Regions from separate parts of the Mus musculus genome. Here region 1 is linked to region 2. The links are chromatin contacts, called in public Hi-C maps. All regions are on one chromosome and are shown on one strand. Each heading gives the region's core, a stretch centred on a gene start, on an enhancer-like site or on the middle of the called end of the contact. The rest is flanking DNA. Distances are from core to core; before and after follow the strand shown. Region 1 has its middle 40 kb from the start of Gm25216. Region 2 overlaps R3hcc1l (R3H domain and coiled-coil containing 1 like).

The links. Hi-C and Micro-C count contacts between places; a contact is called where the count stands out from the background.
Region 1: a Hi-C map of liver shows a contact between it and region 2, with 2.6 times the contacts expected there. The contact joins two enhancer-like sites. A contact is called at or near these places in 2 of 15 datasets of contacts at CTCF or cohesin (the NIH/3T3 cell line and embryonic stem cells), 34 of 484 Hi-C or Micro-C datasets (the AML12 cell line, B cells, the HL-1 cell line and 11 more), 4 of 115 datasets of contacts at active chromatin or transcription factors (embryonic fibroblasts, embryonic stem cells, fibro-adipogenic progenitors and 1 more) and 1 of 9 other capture datasets (adipose tissue).

What each region holds. Positions count from the first base shown.
Region 1 is chr19:42,657,629-42,661,556 of GRCm38.p6, reverse strand. No RefSeq gene overlaps it. Among named protein-coding and RNA genes, the nearest start is that of Gm25216, 40 kb to the left of the region's middle. Within about 2 kb of position 1,601, at least 99 of the 459 cell types and tissues checked have an H3K27ac peak or open chromatin away from gene starts, as enhancers often do. A contact at or near this core is called in adipose tissue, fibro-adipogenic progenitors and liver, where this site is marked.
Region 2 is chr19:42,527,594-42,532,049 of GRCm38.p6, reverse strand. All of the region lies in intron 1 of R3hcc1l (R3H domain and coiled-coil containing 1 like), which reads right to left. Among named protein-coding and RNA genes, the nearest start is that of R3hcc1l, 11 kb to the right of the region's middle. Within about 2 kb of position 1,924, at least 12 of the 459 cell types and tissues checked have an H3K27ac peak or open chromatin away from gene starts, as enhancers often do. A contact at or near this core is called in adipose tissue, fibro-adipogenic progenitors and liver, where this site is marked.

The sequences.
Region 1 (3,928 bases), core at 352-2,851, 130 kb before region 2:
ACACCTGGTTTCCTGCAAGCTCTGCTGTTTTGGAAGATGGTGGAAACACTTCAGGTGGAGTCTTGATAGAGGAAGTATTAGGGGCTGCCGTGAGCCTTACATTTTTGATAGCCTTGCCCTCACTTCCTGTCAGCTGCTTCCTGGCGGGTGGTGTAATGGGACCAGCTGCCTTCCCCACCGCACTGGGTCTGTATCCTTACAACTGTGAGCCAAAGTAATTTCTTTCTCCCTTAGGTTGCCTCTTGACAGGTTTTTGGTCAGAGTAACACAAAAAGTTAAATATTTCCTCTTCTTACACCTTGCCCTTGGGCCTGGATGCAGAGGAAAAGGTAGATATAGAACTCGGCTTCCCATAGTATGAGTAGGGAGGGCTTATTGCTTCTTCTACAGCGGTGGTTCTCAACCTGTGGGTCTCAGTCCCCTCAGGATCAATGGACTGTTTCACGGGGGTCACCTAAGACCACCAGAAAACATAGATATTTACGTTGCAATTCGTCACGGTAGTAAAATTACAGTTATGAAGTAGCAACAGAAATAATTTTATGGTTGGGGGGGGTCACCACAACACGAGGAACCATATTAAAGGGCCACATCTTCCATCTTCAGCCCTCTGAGACCTAAAATACAGCATAATGTACATCAGGTATGTCCAGAGCCAGCCACTGTGAGTTTAGGCCTCACCTCTGATGCTTGTCAGTATATAACGTCATACATTCTTCTCTGTACCTCAGTTTCCTAACTATGAAATGAGATATTTGGTTGTTCCCCTCATAGCTTCTGGGAGGACAAAGTGAGTTCGATAATTGTCCTTTCCAAGCCTCTGTGCCCCTACTCTATGATACCCCAAGCGAGGGGACAGCGGCCTCCAAGCCAGAGAGAGAAGGCCACTTCTCCTCCCCACATCTTTCTCTGGAGCACCTGGCAGAAAAGATCCTAAGGAGAAACTGGGAGACCCTAGCGCGCCAACAGGCCCTCGGAGGGAGGCCATTTCTGAAGCAGAGATGAAGTGACTGGGGCCGGGCCTCTGTAGATCAGACCTAAGCAGAGATGCCAGCTCCACCCCAGAAATCCTGGAAGCCAGTTCCACCTCTCTGGGGCTCAGTTTCCCAACATAACATGAGGAGCACCCTTGGACTCCCCCCTCATGGCGTTACTGGGACATTTAAATGCATGTGACTCAGGACAGACTAGAAACAGTGACTACTTGGTAAGGTATGCAGAGATTCCCACAGATTCTTGATGACCCAATCTGAAGGCTAAGCTCAGGGGGGGGGGGGGCATGTCTCACAGAAGAGCTGGTGGCTCAGAAAGCCTGGTGACAGGCCTGAAGCCAGTCCAGGACCATGGGACATCAAAGAACACTGCCAGGCTATTTTCCAACCTAGAAACAAATGTCACCACGCCCATGTAGGCATTTCCGTCTTACCACAGCACTGGCAAGCTAAGTGGCCTCCAAGCACTGACTCTGCTGGGTAAACAGCCCTGGCTACGTGTCACTTTGGAGAAGAGCTATGGCCACGAGGTCCAGGCTTGGAAGCTGGGTCCTGTCAACAGATTCCCCTCTTCAGCCCGCACATGGATGTTCGGACAAAGTCTGGCTCTTGGCAGGGTGAGCTCAGCACAGAGGCAAGCAGAGTCCTGTGCACCACGCTGCCAAGCCGGCCCAGAGGCAAAGGGCCCGAATCTGTTGTTTTCCAGTGTGTTCCTCTGATTACAATTCAGGCTGCATCAGTCTCCTGCTGGAACCCGCTCCTGCATGTGTTCCGAAAGCCACGCGGCACTCACGTGCCTGAACACTTGTTTGCTGACCCGAGGGATCCCTCTAGCTCAAAGGCTGAGAGGTTTGAGTAATCCCCCAATTTGGAAGGACACCCGTTTTAAGCTAGATCCTAGCTGGAGCTAACATCTTTTCTGACCAAGAGAGCAAAGAGAAGCTTCTGTAGTCCTCGCAGCAGAGCCCCATGGTCTGTTGAACAAAGAAAGGGGCGTGTCCTTCGGCTTTGACAGCCCAGGCCCCCACCGTGGAGCTGCCTGCAGGCCGATGGGGCTCCCCTAGACTATTCCAAAGATGTTTGCAAACATTCCCCAGGGGCAAGAGGGCAGTAGAGGAGGGACCATTGCAAAATTCAGAAAAGTCTGGACTGAAAAAAGTTGAGCCAGTATTCTTCTTAGAACCTTTAAAAATAATGTCAGTGAGCTCTAAGAGAAGTTTCTGGAAGCCCTGCCTCTCAGTTATGCTTGACAACTTCTACCTCAGTAGTGTGAGGTTGCCAGGACTACCTACTGGCCTTCCCCACCCCACACATACATGGCTCTAAGAAGGTATCGATAAAAACTCGTCGAACTTTATTTAATGCTAAAATTCCTTTCATGGATATTTGTCGGCAGCTTAGAAGAACTTTATCCTTGACATTCAAGAAGCACATTTTAATGTCCCCAAGGGTCCCTCATGTCTAGGGACAGTTTCTACCTTTGGCTCAATTAATTGTGGCTTAAATTCCAGCCCAAGCTGTCACTGGCTTCATTTTTGTTTTGCTTTGTTTCATTTATTATTGACGTGGGCACAGGGATGCACTCCCATAGCACACATGTGGAGGCCTCGGGGCAGCTGGGAGAGTCTGCCTTTTCTCCTATTACCTTTATCTGGGTTGCAGGGATCCAAGGTAGCCAGCCAGCCTTGCACAGAAAGCACCCATGCTGAGCCGTGTTGCTGGCTCCTGAGAAATGTTCCCTGTGATCTTCATACTAACAGGTCAGAGAAAAGCCACCAGTCACACTCAGCCCAAGACCTTGGTTCTCCTTCCTGGATGTGTGGCCCTGGACACATCCCAGACTCTGTGCCTCCTCTGGATCCTGGATTCTGTTATCTGCTAGGCTCACATGGAGGATTTAAGGAGGGAGCGTGTTAGACACACAGTAGGGGCTTGTTAGACACACAGTAGGGGCTTCCTCAGCATCAATCCCTTTCCTTGATACATTGTTACGCTTCTGAAACACTGGGCAAGTAACAGAGACAAGTTGAACCTAAAAGCCTGGAGAATGTAGAAAATAAAAGAAACTAGAAAGCTTTACCAACCTATCATTGTGAACGCCAAGGAAGATTCCAGAACATTGGCTCCATTGGCTGGAGGTAAGCATCTCCTACAGTGCTGGCCCAGTGTAGAGAGGCCTCTCCTTAAGGTGTTTGCACTGAGTCAAAACCACAGCGTGTCTCTTACTTACCCTGAGGTTTCAGCAAATAACTCCCAGTCCTCATACCTAAGTCCCGCTCTGGTCTCAGCACGAGGCTCTGACTGCAGACCAAGGCTCTGGCTGGCAAAAACGGGTGGATGCTGGAGGAATCCGATGAAGAAGACCTGTATCAGCCACCTGATAGATGTGGGATTTGGGCCTCAGTTTCCTTGTCTGTGAAATGAGACATTCTTGAGAATGTCAGACAGAGCAAGGGAACTGCAGAAGGTGGCAGAGCTCTACAGATCACTTACCAGCCTGCCATTCAGAGAGAGCTGACAGTGTCATTTCTTGGCAGAAGCCCAGGGATGTGCCTGAACATCTGATATGTCACGTTGACTCCTTGTGGGAGGGGCTCATATTTTCAGAGTCTGCAGCTTGACTGCCTGTGACGGGCAGAGTGAATGAAGCACTGCTTTCTGTGTGGAGTTGCTGTTGCTCCTACAGCTGTGCTCAACCTGGGAGCACAAAAGGCAAAGGGAGGGAGGGCTTGGGAAGGGTCTGCAAGAGCCCGCAGCTGAGCCCTGCCCCAGATCTGCAGTCTTCAGCCACGACTTAGAATACAGGGAACCAATCTGGCTTGCTCAAACCGGTTGCCCCATGTATTTAGAAACACAACTCATTTTGCTCTCCGAAGTGCCTCAGTTTGAATAGTAGTTCACTTGTGTGTCTCTTCTATGCACCCCACCCAGAGGGA
Region 2 (4,456 bases), core at 675-3,174:
CTCCTCTTTAGCTTACATATAACCATTTATTCTCTTGTCCACCTTCCCTGATGACTGCTCAACAATTCAGAGCCTGTCACAGATTGTCAGTACTGCATTTGGGGACTTCAGAAGTACTCTTGTGGGACAGAACAGTGTGTTAGTACAGCATTTTCCCGGACACAATGTCACTCTTTATAGCCAGGAGTAAATTAGTTTCTTCTTAAAAAAAAAAAATTACACCTAATAAGACGGGTACAAGGAGATTTTAAATAACCAATTTTCAAACATCCTTTGGTTTGCTCTAAGATCTAAGCTGTCTCTGTCGTGTGCATGTATCTATTCACTAAGCCACACATGTCTAGAAATACCTGAAAAGCAGCTTTCTGATGCCAACAAAAGCAAAACCTCCGTCAAGGGGGAGGGGGCTTTTTTATCTTTTTTCCCTGTGTCTATGGCTCCTCATCTTTCCTCCGTCAAGGGGGAGGGGGCTTTTTTATCTTTTTTCCCTGTGTCTATGGCTCCTCATCTTTGTATTCTATTTGAGCCCACTTTGTTTAAATTCAGGTCTTGACATCAGCATTTATTTCTGATTATGTCTCACTGTGCAAAAACCATTTAAAGGAAACTTCTGAGATGTGTATTGTAGTGCACACCTGTAATTGCAGCTGTTAGAAGATTGAGGCTGGACAATCAAAAGGCCAGTCTGGGCTACAAAGACAGTTCCAGGCATGCTTGAGCTACATAGAGACACACAGGGAAAAAAAAAAAAAAAGGGAAGGAAGAAAGGAAGGAAGGAAAAAGAAAAGAAAAGAAAAGAAAAGAAAGGAAAAGAAAAGAAAAACCCTATCAGTATCATGTTGTTACAGTTCCATCCACGTTCTGTCGTGTGCTTCAGCAACATAAGTAAATTATCCTCTGACAGTTGCTGTGACCAACCCTGATTCCCACTAAAGCTCTACCCTACATATCAGCTTCCAAATTGTTCCTGGCTATAAGAGAAGCTGACAAGACCATCAGGAAGTGAGAGGGAAACCCTCACAAAATAGCAGTTCATATCAATATATACTAGTCTTCTCTGAAAAAAAGGTTAATTGAAAATAAGTACCTAAAAGGTAATATTAAAATTAAAATTAGATGCCTAATTATTTTCATCTCCAAGTTCTTTAATAACATTATCCATTATACTTTACTGAGGATTTAAATGGCCATCTATTCTTCTTGAGTGAGTTAATTAAGCCCCTATAATAACACTGCATCTTTGCTGTTCTCTATATGAATTATAGCAAAGCTAAAGCTTGATAAGTGTACTAACTCTCAGTTGTTACCTCAGAAAAAGACCCAGTCAAGAAAAGCTGATAATCCAACTCTGAAAACTATGCCCACACTCCACAACACTACCAACACTGTAAGCAGAAAAAAAAAGGGCCTAAGTCTTTTAAGAAACTTATTTCATCTCCTGAGTTACCGTTATACCACAAATAAGTAATCATATATGGAATAAGTCTATAAAGTATGCTCATATATTAAGCAACTTACCACTTTTATTTTTTAAATTAAAAAACAGTACAAAACAAAACAAAAATTCTCCAAGCCGTGGTACCTTTAGTCCCAGCACTCCAGAGGCAGAGGCAGTCAGATCTGTGAGTTCGAGGCCAGTCTGGTCTACAGAGCAAGTTCTAGGAGAGTCAGAGCTAGCTGCACAGAGAAACCCTGTCTCAAAAAAAAAAAAAAAACAAAACCCTAGATAAGCAGGCAGGCAGGCAGGCAAACAGATAAAAATAAAACCTAGTAATAAAGTTTAACAAATGAAATTATGTAATAGGGAAATGTTTTTTAAATTTCAGAACTGGAGCCAGGAAAATGTCTCGGTCAATAAAGTCCTTAGCACACAAACACGAGGACCTGAGGCCAGCCAGGCGCATGGCTGGGAAGGCAGACAGAGGAGGATCCTAGAGCTCACTGGCCGGCCGGCCGGCCTCGCCACATCAGTGAGTTCCGAGTTACTGCATCTCAGAAGATCAGCAAATAGAGAGCAAATAGAGAAGACACAACTGACTCCTGCCCTCTGCATGCTGTATACACAAACCTATGTACCCTTGCTTCACATACACACACACACACACACACACAGAGATACACACACACACACACACACACACACACACACACATATCCAAAAATAAATGATAAAATTTTCAAATGTAATAAGGTGGCATGTGAAAAGCTGTGAGGGGAAAACTGATCTTTTTAAAGAAAATATATTCAGTCAGGTCTGCAAAAAAGGATTATTAGGTCCACACAATATTTGTAACAACAACAAAGTATCACTTGGAGCATGGATCCAAATTAAAAACTAAAATCATACAGATGCTTCAAACAAAATGTAAGTAAATTCCTTTCCACTATGTAAGAAAAGATTTTCCTATTTCAAAACAAGATTCAAATGAAACAAACGACTAAGAAACTGGACTACACAAAAGCCTGAACACTGACACCAAACACTTCAAATAACAGACAAACGAACTAGAAGAAAACAGGGAAGCAGAGCATGGTGGCTCACTGACTTCCATGAGTTCCAAGACTGCCTGGGCTAGAGTGCAACCTTGTCTCCCACCCACCGCCCCTACCCCAGGAGAAAACAAACCTGCCAAAAAGCTAAACTATATTGAGACCTCAGCTAGACAAAGTTTTAGGAATACAACAAAATCCTCTAAGGGAGAGCAGGAGGAGAAACTAACACATTTCCAGGGAGAACTGAAATGTGTACAGTGCCTTCAGAAAGGAAGTTTGCAATGTCTAAGAAAACTATATGGAATCTGGTCACCTCTCAATTGTGGAATCAAAAGAATGCTCCCAACTCCGTTACACTTACTATTTCCTACTTGATTTATAATAAAGATGGATGGCTTCTGAGACTTTTTCCAATTAACCTACTAACTCAAAAATCAAGGGAGGCACATTTTTCCTCTTCTACAGTAGCGCTCCTTCTGCAAGCCACCATATTGTTACTAATACTTTTCCTTTCACTTACGTGTAGTGGTATCTCACATAAGAATATTCTAGTCTTGTGTCTACATACATAAATGTGTGTGGTATATACATGTTCACAGTTATGCAATTGGACATCATGCTCACATCTACATGTAGAAGTCAGAGATCAACATTTGGTGTCATTCTCAGTCACTCTTCTTTTGAAATAGGGTCTCTCACTGATCCAGAATCTCACCAATACGCTGAGGCTAGTTGGTCAGAAAGATCTAGCTGACCCCCAATTCCAGGAATGGAATTACAGGCACATGCCACCATGTTGGCTTCTTATATGGGTACTGGGGGTCCAAACTCAGATCCTCACTTTACAGGTCTGAGCAATCCTATCAAGTCCCAGAATATCTAATCTAATAAGTAAATTCAGTCTGTGGGAAAAGTGGGCAGAATGTATAAAACATATGTAATTTTGCTTCTTCCCCCCAAATCCTACTAAAATAGTAACAGACATAAGACCCAAATCTACAAAGAAAGAGAATAGCAAGAAGGAAAAAAAAAAAAAAAGCAACACATTTTTTGAAGCTAGAACATAGAAAGGTATATAGAGGATTAGCAATTTTTTAAAAAAAGATTGTGTGCCTGATCAGGTATTCTATGTAATTTATGATGGTCCTATCCTTTTGACAAGTACAAGAAGCCATAAGAAGAAAACATGAATAGAAAACAGGATACCCAACATGAGAGAGAGTAAAAGAATGCCAGTAAATGAGGCTTCCAGAATAATTGTGCACCTAGAGTCAAAAGCCCCCAATCCAGACCAAAAGCTAGGTAACAATAGGTACATTACTTAAAGACTGCCATTCTCCCACTCTTGACTACAGTGCCATCTTTTTAATCAGACACTACTAGAGGACATGTTCCACCTAAGCAAGAGGGTAAATGAAGAATGAGGAAGATATGAGTTCTGACAAGACTGGAAATCAAACCCAGGAGAGAAGTCTACAGATTACAACTAAGGGAAATCATTCTAGGGAAGGAACTGTGCAGTAGGCCCACAGATCCATCACTCATACAGCAGGACAATGGAAGTCTGTAGAAAGGAGCTTCAGAATGGAAGGGAAGATAGGTGAGAGAGGAGGAAGAAAGGGAGGGGAGAAGGGTAATTGGAACCGAAAGATTACATGACCTTGAGGAAGACCACACTGAGGCCATTTAAGGCACTATCAGGGAATAAAATTCACACAGGCATAATGTCAATGCAACACCATTTAATTTAACCAAATGTCAAAACATAACTACGCTGGGAGGCTAAAAAGGGAGCACAGTGGGTGTGGCTGTTTAAGAGCAAAACTGGACTTAGAGGAGGTTGTAAGCCACCTGCTGTGGGAGCTAGGAATCTAACTTGTATACCTGGGAGGAGAAGCAAGTATTCTTAACCACTAAGTCACCTCAGGTCTCCTATTTGACTCTTTAAATTATGTCTACAAAC